Linked DNA regions of Sus scrofa: region 2 is linked to region 1. A link is a contact called in public HiChIP or PLAC-seq data. All regions are on one chromosome and are shown on one strand. The core of a region is the stretch at or near the end of the contact, and the rest is flanking DNA. Distances in the headings are between cores, read along the strand shown.

What was found. HiChIP or PLAC-seq counts read pairs in DNA pulled down with a chosen protein or histone mark.
Region 2: an H3K27ac HiChIP or PLAC-seq map of alveolar macrophages shows a contact between it and region 1. The contact joins the promoter of PON2 here to the promoter of PON1 in region 1. A contact is called at or near these places in 2 of 5 promoter capture datasets (both in liver), 4 of 47 Hi-C or Micro-C datasets (liver and skeletal muscle) and 1 of 2 datasets of contacts at active chromatin or transcription factors (alveolar macrophages).

What each region holds. Positions count from the first base shown.
Region 1 is chr9:74,972,265-74,976,783 of Sscrofa11.1, forward strand. PON1 (paraoxonase 1) reads right to left here and starts at 2,444. Exons shown (of 9, transcript NM_001097515.2): 1 at 2,283-2,444. The coding sequence starts at 2,356.
Region 2 is chr9:75,049,230-75,053,748 of Sscrofa11.1, forward strand. It overlaps PON2 (paraoxonase 2), which reads right to left and starts at 2,121. Exons shown (of 9, transcript NM_001123223.1): 1 at 2,048-2,121. The coding sequence starts at 2,121.

The DNA of each region.
Region 1 (4,519 bases), core at 1,194-3,693:
CACCCATCCTTCTAGCCCTGCACTGCTCCTCCTGTCACAGCTGTTTTAGCCCTCTTTTTAATTCAAAAACCAGAGGTCCCCCAAACTCCCACTTTCCTTTTTCCTTCTCAGTCATCAGATTATAACCAGAAGTTCAAGGCCTGAGAAGCTCCCTCCCCATTTGCCGGATCCAAGTGCTGAAAGTAAAACAGTTAAGTTCTTACTTACACACCAGACTGGGTCTTCCCACTGCAGCATCCCCATGGCAGAGAGGCTCCTACAGGCATCTCATCCACAAAAGGAAAACATGGGCAAACCTAACAGGGGGACTCACAGAGACTGACATTATGTTAAACTATGACCATAGTGTGCATTGGTCCCTTGAGACAAATCAGAATCAGGGTTGGGGCCCAGAAACCAAGGCCAAGTTCCCCCTGCCGCCAAGTCCAGGCCTCAACTTTTTCAGTTGAAAATCATGTTTTAGTGCAAGTCAATGGTATGGAATAAATTGTCTCAAACTGTATCCTGGAGAGTTATACAGGACTTTATAGATGGTATCTAAAAACAAGAGTAAAGAAGGTAGATAAATAAGTCTGTGAAATGACAAAGTAAAATCTTTTTTTGTTTGTTTTGTTATGAAGGAGTTTTCAAAGCTTTCGGTATGCCAGAATGCATTGCTGCTCTCTAAAAAAAGGTGATAATAGATATCTCCCAAATGTATTTGTTCAAGGAGCCTCTTTTTTATGGAGCGAGTCTTGTGATGTGTTCCAAGGAACAAATGTGGGGAGATATTAATATTGGATCAGATAAGCTCTAAGACCTGATGTTGAGAGAGAAACGTTTTAGGGTGGTCACGGTAAAGCTATACTTTTACACAAAAGCATACACAAAATGCTTACAGACGCCATCCTTAGAGTAAATTAAGGAAGATAAACCAGAAAGATAGATTCTCACTCCTTCCTAGCAGATCTGTAACCCTTTAGAGGACATCTGTGGTCGGGGGGGGAGGATTGAAAAATATGGGCAGAACAAACCTAGGGAGAATCAAAAAGAGAAAGCCTAGAAGGGGTGTCAGACATTTATATCTCATTTATTTTCATTATAGGTAATACCACAATGAACACAAATATATATATATAAAATATGATATATTTATATACATTACTATTTTATGTATGTACATAATACATGATATATTCTCATTTGGCAACGAATAGTACTATGATCAATGAAAATCCACATATGGTAATTTTACATGATTAAAAACCCCAAATCACTCTTTCTTACGTTTTTCTAACAGTTTGTGATTCCAAAAATAACCAACCATTAGAAGAAAAAACCCCAATAGTTATAAAACTTACTCTGAATTTAAGTTTCTTAGCAGTCCATAGGGTCATATGATTTTTTTCTAAAAACCCAAATGTTCAGTTTGATTTTTAGTAATGTTTTACTTCAAAGTAAATAACAACAGGGTATTACTGATTAAGCCTTAGGGATTAAGATGATCTCTAGACTTTGAACCCTTAAAAAAGTTACTGTGAAACTCCTGATATAGTCTTAAAAACATTTTTTTCCCCTTGTGAGTACTTGAAGGTTTATAAAATACTTTAAGGAAAGCAGGGCACTAACATTTATTGAATAGTCACTATATCCAGGCACAGTGTTAGATGCTTCTGATACAAGGTTTATTGAAGCAGCTAATAATTTAGAAATATAAAGTCATTTGTTTAAGATCCCACAGTGGGAGGGATGTAGCAAGAGCCCAGGAGGTCAAATGCCAATGCTGGTGTTCTCTCCCCTTGGCCCCACCCAGCCCCCACTGGAGCAGGTGGCCCATTCTTTCCTACCTGCTTCTCCCCACACGAGTTTTCTGTCTCTCTTAACAGTGCGGCCTCAAAATTGAGAATGTCCAGGCAGCCAAGGCAGGAACTCCTTCTCTAACTCACACAATATCATGCCTCCCGCCCCCTGCCACTCTGGTTATCTGTTTTGAAGCAAAAGTTGAGAAGTGAATCTAGCCAAGATACACCTATATTCATGAAAAATTGTGTGTGCCAACAGCTTGGCCGCTCACACCCATGAGTCTTTTTAACCTCTCTCCCAGGCGGAGAGCAAGGGTATGCTTCCAGGTGGCTGGGGAAAGTGGGCTATTTATGAAATTGCTGTGGCAGATAAGGCCAGCACTCGCCTGAAGATTTTCTGAGAGCCTGGAACCTGCTTGGGAATCAGGGGAGCCTCCTGGGCCAGGCTAGAGGGTGGGACAGATAGGACCATGCAGCAGCCCTCGGCACAACCCAACTTACAGATAAGAAGACCGATGATCCCTGAAGAGTGCTAGCCCCAGCCCCAAGAGGGTGAGCACCATCAGCTTCGCCATGGTCCGACAGACCTTGGAAGAATGGACAGACAGATGCACCCAAGATAGGAGATGTACCAGAGACTTTTCCTGCCTGCAGCCTCAGGCTGCCCAAGGTTGGTCCCACCCCTCCCCGTCGGGCTGCTCACCCCGCCCCCTGCACCTCAGGCTTGAGGTCAGCGCTGAGACACTTTAAAGAGAGGAGACTGAGAACGAGCTGCCTAGACTGAGTGAAAAGGGGGGTAAAACAAGCAGATTAGAGGAAATAGCTGTGGGAAAGGAGAGACGAGCTTTGAGGAGCGCTCACTTTGTGCTAACAAGCTTCTAATCCTGGTGGCTCAGAAGGGTTCAGTAACTTGATCACCGTGACTCAGTCTGGAAACGCACAGAAGGAAGAGAGGGCTGTGCTTGAGCCCTCTAAGCCCTACTGAGCAAAGCAGAGTAGGAGGTGCCTCCACATACCCATCTCTGCCTTCTCTCCTGTTACCATGAGTGAGGTGTTTCCTGCTTCACTAAAGGCCAGCTCTTCTTTTTACTCTGGGCCCCCTTTTTTTCTTTTCTTCAGGATTTTGGTCCCAGTTACAATTTCTCTCTCCTACAACATCCACCTCTTCCTCTTTTCTGGAGTATTGCCGTCAAATACCCCCATGCTTTAGTGTCACTCCTCATAGTTTTCTGGGTTAAAATGCTCTTTGATCTCACATTCTAACTACTTACTGTTCTCTTTCTCTGCTCCTCTGTTAAAAAAAAATCTCTTTGGAATACTTGTCAACAGTTGTTGCTTCCATCTTAGTAACTCTTGTAACAGATAAATGATGGCTACAAATTCTTTGACATTGTTCCTGTTGAAAAGTGGGACACAGGTTCTCTCCCGTGAAGTTGAAGCTGTCTCTGTGAATGCCTTAATTGAGTAATGCAGTTGTGCTATTCAAGTTTGCAAATCATTCTCAGATTGTAACTGCTTTGGGCACAGATCACCACTTCCTTCTTTTTAAATCCTTTCCTGTCTTAGATTCATGATTCTACCCTCTCCCAGTCTTTCTCCAGCTTTCTTGGTCTTCTTTGCAGGATTCTCCTGTCACTGATCTCAACATGATGAAGCCCTTGGATAGTTCTCATTCCAGTGGGTTTCCATACCATCAGTGCGCTGGTGCTTCCAAAATGTCCATACCTAGCTCAGGCCTCTTATGGTGGCTCTAAAAGATCATCCTGGAAATGTCTACTTAAAGTGGCGTAAGCCACATCCAGAAACATCCTCACATTTTTTCTTCTGTCACTTATTGTTTCTGAAATCAACTTGTTGATTTATTTATACAATCATGCTCTGTTGTGGCCTAATGAAATGTAAGCTTTTTGTGGTCAGGGTTTTTGCCTTTTCCCCACTGCGATCCCAGGGCGTAGAAGAGAGGCTGGCAAAAAGTGATCCCTTATTAGACATTTAATGACTGGCTGGTGAGTGCTCACTTTCTGCTAACTGGCTGCCTAGTTGACACTCCCACTGGAGAGTCTAATATATTCTTCAAAATATCTCCAAAGCAGAACTGTTGATTCCCTCACATCAACATGTTGTATCCTCTAAGCCCTCCACACTTCAATAAATGGGACCACTGCTATCTAGTCACTCAGACCCCAAGTCTAGACATTTTTGTTCACCCATCTCTTTCTCTCCCACCTTCTTGAACCAAACATATGAGTCATAGGCTCTACTGCTGTATTAATTGGCTACTGCTGCACAATAAATTGCATAAAAATATACCAATTAAGAGCAACAGACATTCATTATGTCAGAATTTCTATGGGTCAGGTATGTGGGAATAACATTGCTGGCTACTCTGACCCAAGGTCTCTCATGAGTTGGAAGCTGAACTGACAGAGTTGCTGTGATGGTTAATTTCATGTGTCAACATGTCTGGGCAAAGGGATGCCCAGATAGCTGGTAAAACATCTTTCATAGGTGTGTCTGCAACAGTGATTCCAGGAGAGATTAGTGTTTGAATCAGTAGAGGAGATCCAGTCTCATCACTGTGGGCCATGCATCTTCCAGTCTGTTGAGGGCTTGAATAGAACAACAAGGTGGAGAAAGAATGACTTCTCTCTTTCTCTTTACTTGAGCTGGGACATCCATCTTCTCCTGCCCTTGGATATAGAACCAGAGTCCTGGTTCTCAGGCCTTCAGACTCTGAG
Region 2 (4,519 bases), core at 871-3,370, 77 kb after region 1:
TCCTGCATTTTTATCTGCCTTTCTAGCCACCCAACATTCATCCCAACTTTCTCACATCAGCCAATAAGAGGCATCAACTGTCCAGTGAAGTTACTACCCTATGAAGTCACTGCTCAATAAAGTTTATTATAGTTGTCTTCGTAAAGAAAAGATGCATTAAATTTTAAATTGCCTACCATGTGCATTCTATGTAAATAAGCTTCATTTATTTTTTCTTAGGTTTGCAACTGCATTTGTGACTTATAAGGACTTAAATTTAAAATCTTAAGATTAATAAGAAAGAATTGACTGGTAATTGACAAAATGTCAACTCATAGAAACATTAGTGGTTTGAACTTTAGGGACAATTTAATGAACTTGAGAATTTAGTGGTCTTGCTTTTGAAACCAAGAGCTGGACAGACAGATCATACAAAATCATCCAACTCAAAAATGTTCTGCAAAGCAGGAAGGTCATTTACATAACACACAAATAAGCTCAAGATGTCTATTTCTTTCCAGTAAATGTTCCTCTTCCAACTCTGACTGTTCCTGCTGCTTAGACACTGTTCCTCCTCCTGGCACTTTTATCAGCAGATGAAACTACGGCTAAGACGCAGAGACGGAAACTCCAGTATCGCCTTTGACTTACCCTTTATCCCTGGAGTTTCAGAGTTAAGGCCTCTGTGATTCTCTCCAAAATTCCTGTTCTTTAACTAGTATCCCCATGTCTATTTGCCCTCTATACTGGTACTTGTCAGCTCTAACTGTATATTAGAATTATCAGGAGAATTTTTAAAAATGAAAAATACTCAGGCCTGGGCCCCACCCAGATGGACAGAATCAGAATTGCTGGGAGTGCAGCCCAGTTAGCATGAGAACCACCACTCTGCTCTAATCCAGCCTCCCAGGCCATCTCTACACAGCCCAACTGGTTATGCTTTAGATGGTTTCAACAGGTACCTGTTTAAAAAATAGAACACACAATAAATAGTTCCGCTCTGCCTATCAAAGCAGGCCCCAATTTTCCAACATATATTTAACCACCTCAAACCCCATCCTTCCCCTACCCGTACTATTCTCATCACTTAACTTTCTGCTCTCCTCAAATCTAAAAGTCCCTACCTCATTCCCTTTGTTGAGGCACAATTCCTATCTGTTTCACCCATCCCGCAAGGACAATGTCAAAAGTCCCTTCCTCCTGAACTCCACCTTCAGGAACTGTAACTCTTCCTCAAGCCTGTAGGGATTGGTTTGTACCTGTCCTGAACATCCTAATTTATCTATTTGTTTTATTTCTCTTCTGCCCTATAATCGGATGAACTTTTTAAGGGTAAGGACGGTGACTTACTAGATTACAGGAGCCCAAGAGAGCATGGTATAGATTAAGCACTCAGCATTTCTAGAATTCTTTCGCCTAGAAGCTTATAAAATTTGAGTTGATAATTCGGAGACTATGACGTCTGCCTCCCCGAGTTTTCTTCATTATACCGAAGATGTGAGATGGACTAGGCGTGTCCTGTTTGGCATTCTAGCCTCAGGGTTCCCGGCCAAAAGATAAATACGGAAGTGATGTAAGGTCACTAGCTGAGTATCTCGGGTATCTTTGATCTACTGCGCCAAGATTAGAGAGCAGCGGAAGAGTTTCTCTAACTCTGCAGGAGAGGGATGGAGAACAACTCTGTTAAAGACCGAGGCTGGTTGGAGCAACAAAGAGAAGCGGCACCAGTGACCTGAAAGAAATCTTTATAATTAAAGTTTCAGTGCATGAGTCACAGTTTTGTTTTCAAGTTAAAGTACAGGGTTTGCCCTCGAGTAAACTCCAAAGAACTCGCTTCTTCAGCCTGGGGAGAAAAGAACTTTGTGAACAGCCAAGGCTGGTAAACTTTTTAGGAAGTCTCGCGATTCAGCCCAAACGGTGCAGGGTTTTGCTGGCAGCTGGGGGTGGGGTGGAGGCGACCCGCGGGGAGGGGGAGCAGCGCGGTGCAGAGTTCCTCCCCGGCCGCGAGTGTCCCCGCTCGCCCGCACCCCGGCCACCTCGAGCAGGGACCCCAGGGAGCCCCACCTACCTGAGCGCCAGGAGCCTCTCGCCCAGGAGCGCCAGCGCTATCCCCAGCAAGCTCAGAGCCAGCAACCGCCCCATGGCCTCGCTCGGCCCGGCCCGGGAGCACTGTGGGCGGCGCCCGCCGTCCGGCTCCAGCGCGCGGGCCGCGCTCCGCCCCGAGGTCCGCGAGCCCGGCTGGCTCCTGATCGCGGGCCGCGGCAGCCCCGCCCTCGGCCCAGCCCTTGGCCTTTGTCGCCACTAAACTACTCTTCTGACACCTTCCCGCCCAGGTTAAGCCAAGATTGTGACACAATGAAGTCCTTCATCTCCTTTTGCAAACAGACTACCCAGCAGGAATCTGAAGTAGTACACAGGCCTTCTCAGTTCTCTAATCTTCAAAGACATTCCCTTATGTTGTCGATCTGTCAGAATCTTCCGGCAGGCAGTTATGAAGATTTTTTTTTTTTAATTACAGGAAAAGATACTCGGTCATGTCTTGTAAATACATCACGTTGGAGTCACTGCTTTTTTATAACAGGATGTAGCTGAGAACACCGTGTTTTTAAGTAATGCCTCGCTAGACAAGAGATCTAAAAGTCTGAACACTTCTGGACACTGTTTTGATCTAAACTCAGTTTATGGGAGTAAGAGCAAAAACCAAACAAAACTTAAAAAAAAAAAAACCCATAACATGCATAAAGGAAGAAAAAAACTATAAAAAGGAAGCTTCCCCATTAAGATTGAGATAGTTACAGTAAGTGAGTATAGCTGCAATAAGCTTCTGATGGTTACCAGCGCTTAATTTCCACCCTACAGTATGTAGGCAGAAACGGTCACAATTGCCAGTTTTCAACAAACATCAATGTTATTAACAACCAATAAATAAAAACAGATGCCAGATTCACACCCTCTCTGCACAGGGGAGGAGGGAGCGAGGGAAGACCCCTCTGTTTCGGTATGTGCATGTCTGATTCAGTCTTGAGGGATTTTAGTTTATATTCCATGGCAGACAGAGAACTAAATAGTTGTTCTTCGAAAGCTCAGGAGGTTTACCTTTTCTTGTGTTATGGACCCCTCTGGCAGTGAACCTATAGATGCCTTCTCAGAGTAACATTTATAAGTACATACAGTAAAACGCATGGGATGGCAAAGGAGACCAATTACATTCAAATGCAATTGTCAAATATTCTCATGTTTGTGCAGTAATATAGTAGTGTAATGTGTGCTGCATTATTAACACTTTAAATCACAAGATCTAATACCATTCTTTCAAACAGTGATGAGCATAAATGTTATTTCAGGACATCTGCAACACTGTAATGAAATAAAGAAAATAACTCTTATTTACAATAGTAACAAAGTCACAAGTATTGCTAATGCTTTTGAGGTCTGTTTTCTACTTTCATAATTGAGGGAGATGCTAAATTCCATTAGAAATCAAGATTTTTTCCTCATTATTCAAAGTCATAGCCCCTCAGGAATTCTATCCATGGACCACTTTGCTTAAGAATTCCACCATAGTTACCCTGTGACTGGGTAGGTATGAGTGGGATCTCTTCTCTAGGGGTGTTTTTAATGTCAGTCTTGAGAGAAGAGAAGAATCTCTTATATGAAATCAGAATTTAGAGTGAGGACCTAAAAAAGAGAGGGCCTGGGTCTATTGCCAGAGCTTCTGTCTTAGGTTTGAGAGTCTTATTCCAAGGATTTGGGATAGTGACTAGAATATAAAACTATGCCTCATGGACTCCAGATCAGGAGCTAGGCTCCTCTTTCTTCCACTTGTTTTACAAAAAGAGGAAACCATAAATTGTAAATAAGAGTACCTTATTGTATGCTGTTTCCCTTTTTTTTTTTTTTTCCTTTTCTTTTTGTCCTTTTTTTTTTTACGGCCGCACCTGCAGCACATGGAGGCTCCCAGGCTAGGGGTCCAATCGGAGCTGTAGCTGCTGGCTTATGCCAGAGCCACAGCAACGCAGGATCCAAGCCGCGTCTGCCACCTACACCACAGCCCACAGCAATGCCGGATCCTCAACCCACTGAGCAAGGCCAGGGATCAAACCTGCAACCTCATGATTCCTAGTCGGATTCGTTAACCACTGAGCCACGATGGGAACTCCCTGTTTCCCTTTTTGCTGTTTCCAGGCTTTAAAAAATTCAGCTTGCTTTCCGCTGAAATGAAAGGAATGCAGATTTGTTTCTTTTAGGATGCACTCAGGATAGCAAAACACAGCTCTTGTGCTGACTCCCTCCTCTTCCCTTGCCCATGACAGACATCACTAATTGATCCTACCAGTGCCTCTCACTAAGCCTAGGCTTGTCCTCATGTCTTTTGAAATAACAAGAGAAGAGAAATAAAAAGCCCTGAGATAGCCACTGATAGCTCTCAATGCAAGATGACTCACCATCTTGGCAGCCCAGGGGAGCAATGCCCTGGGGTTTAGGATGGGGACATTTATGGAAAATAACCAGGTTTGCAAGTCTAGCAAAACCTACCAAA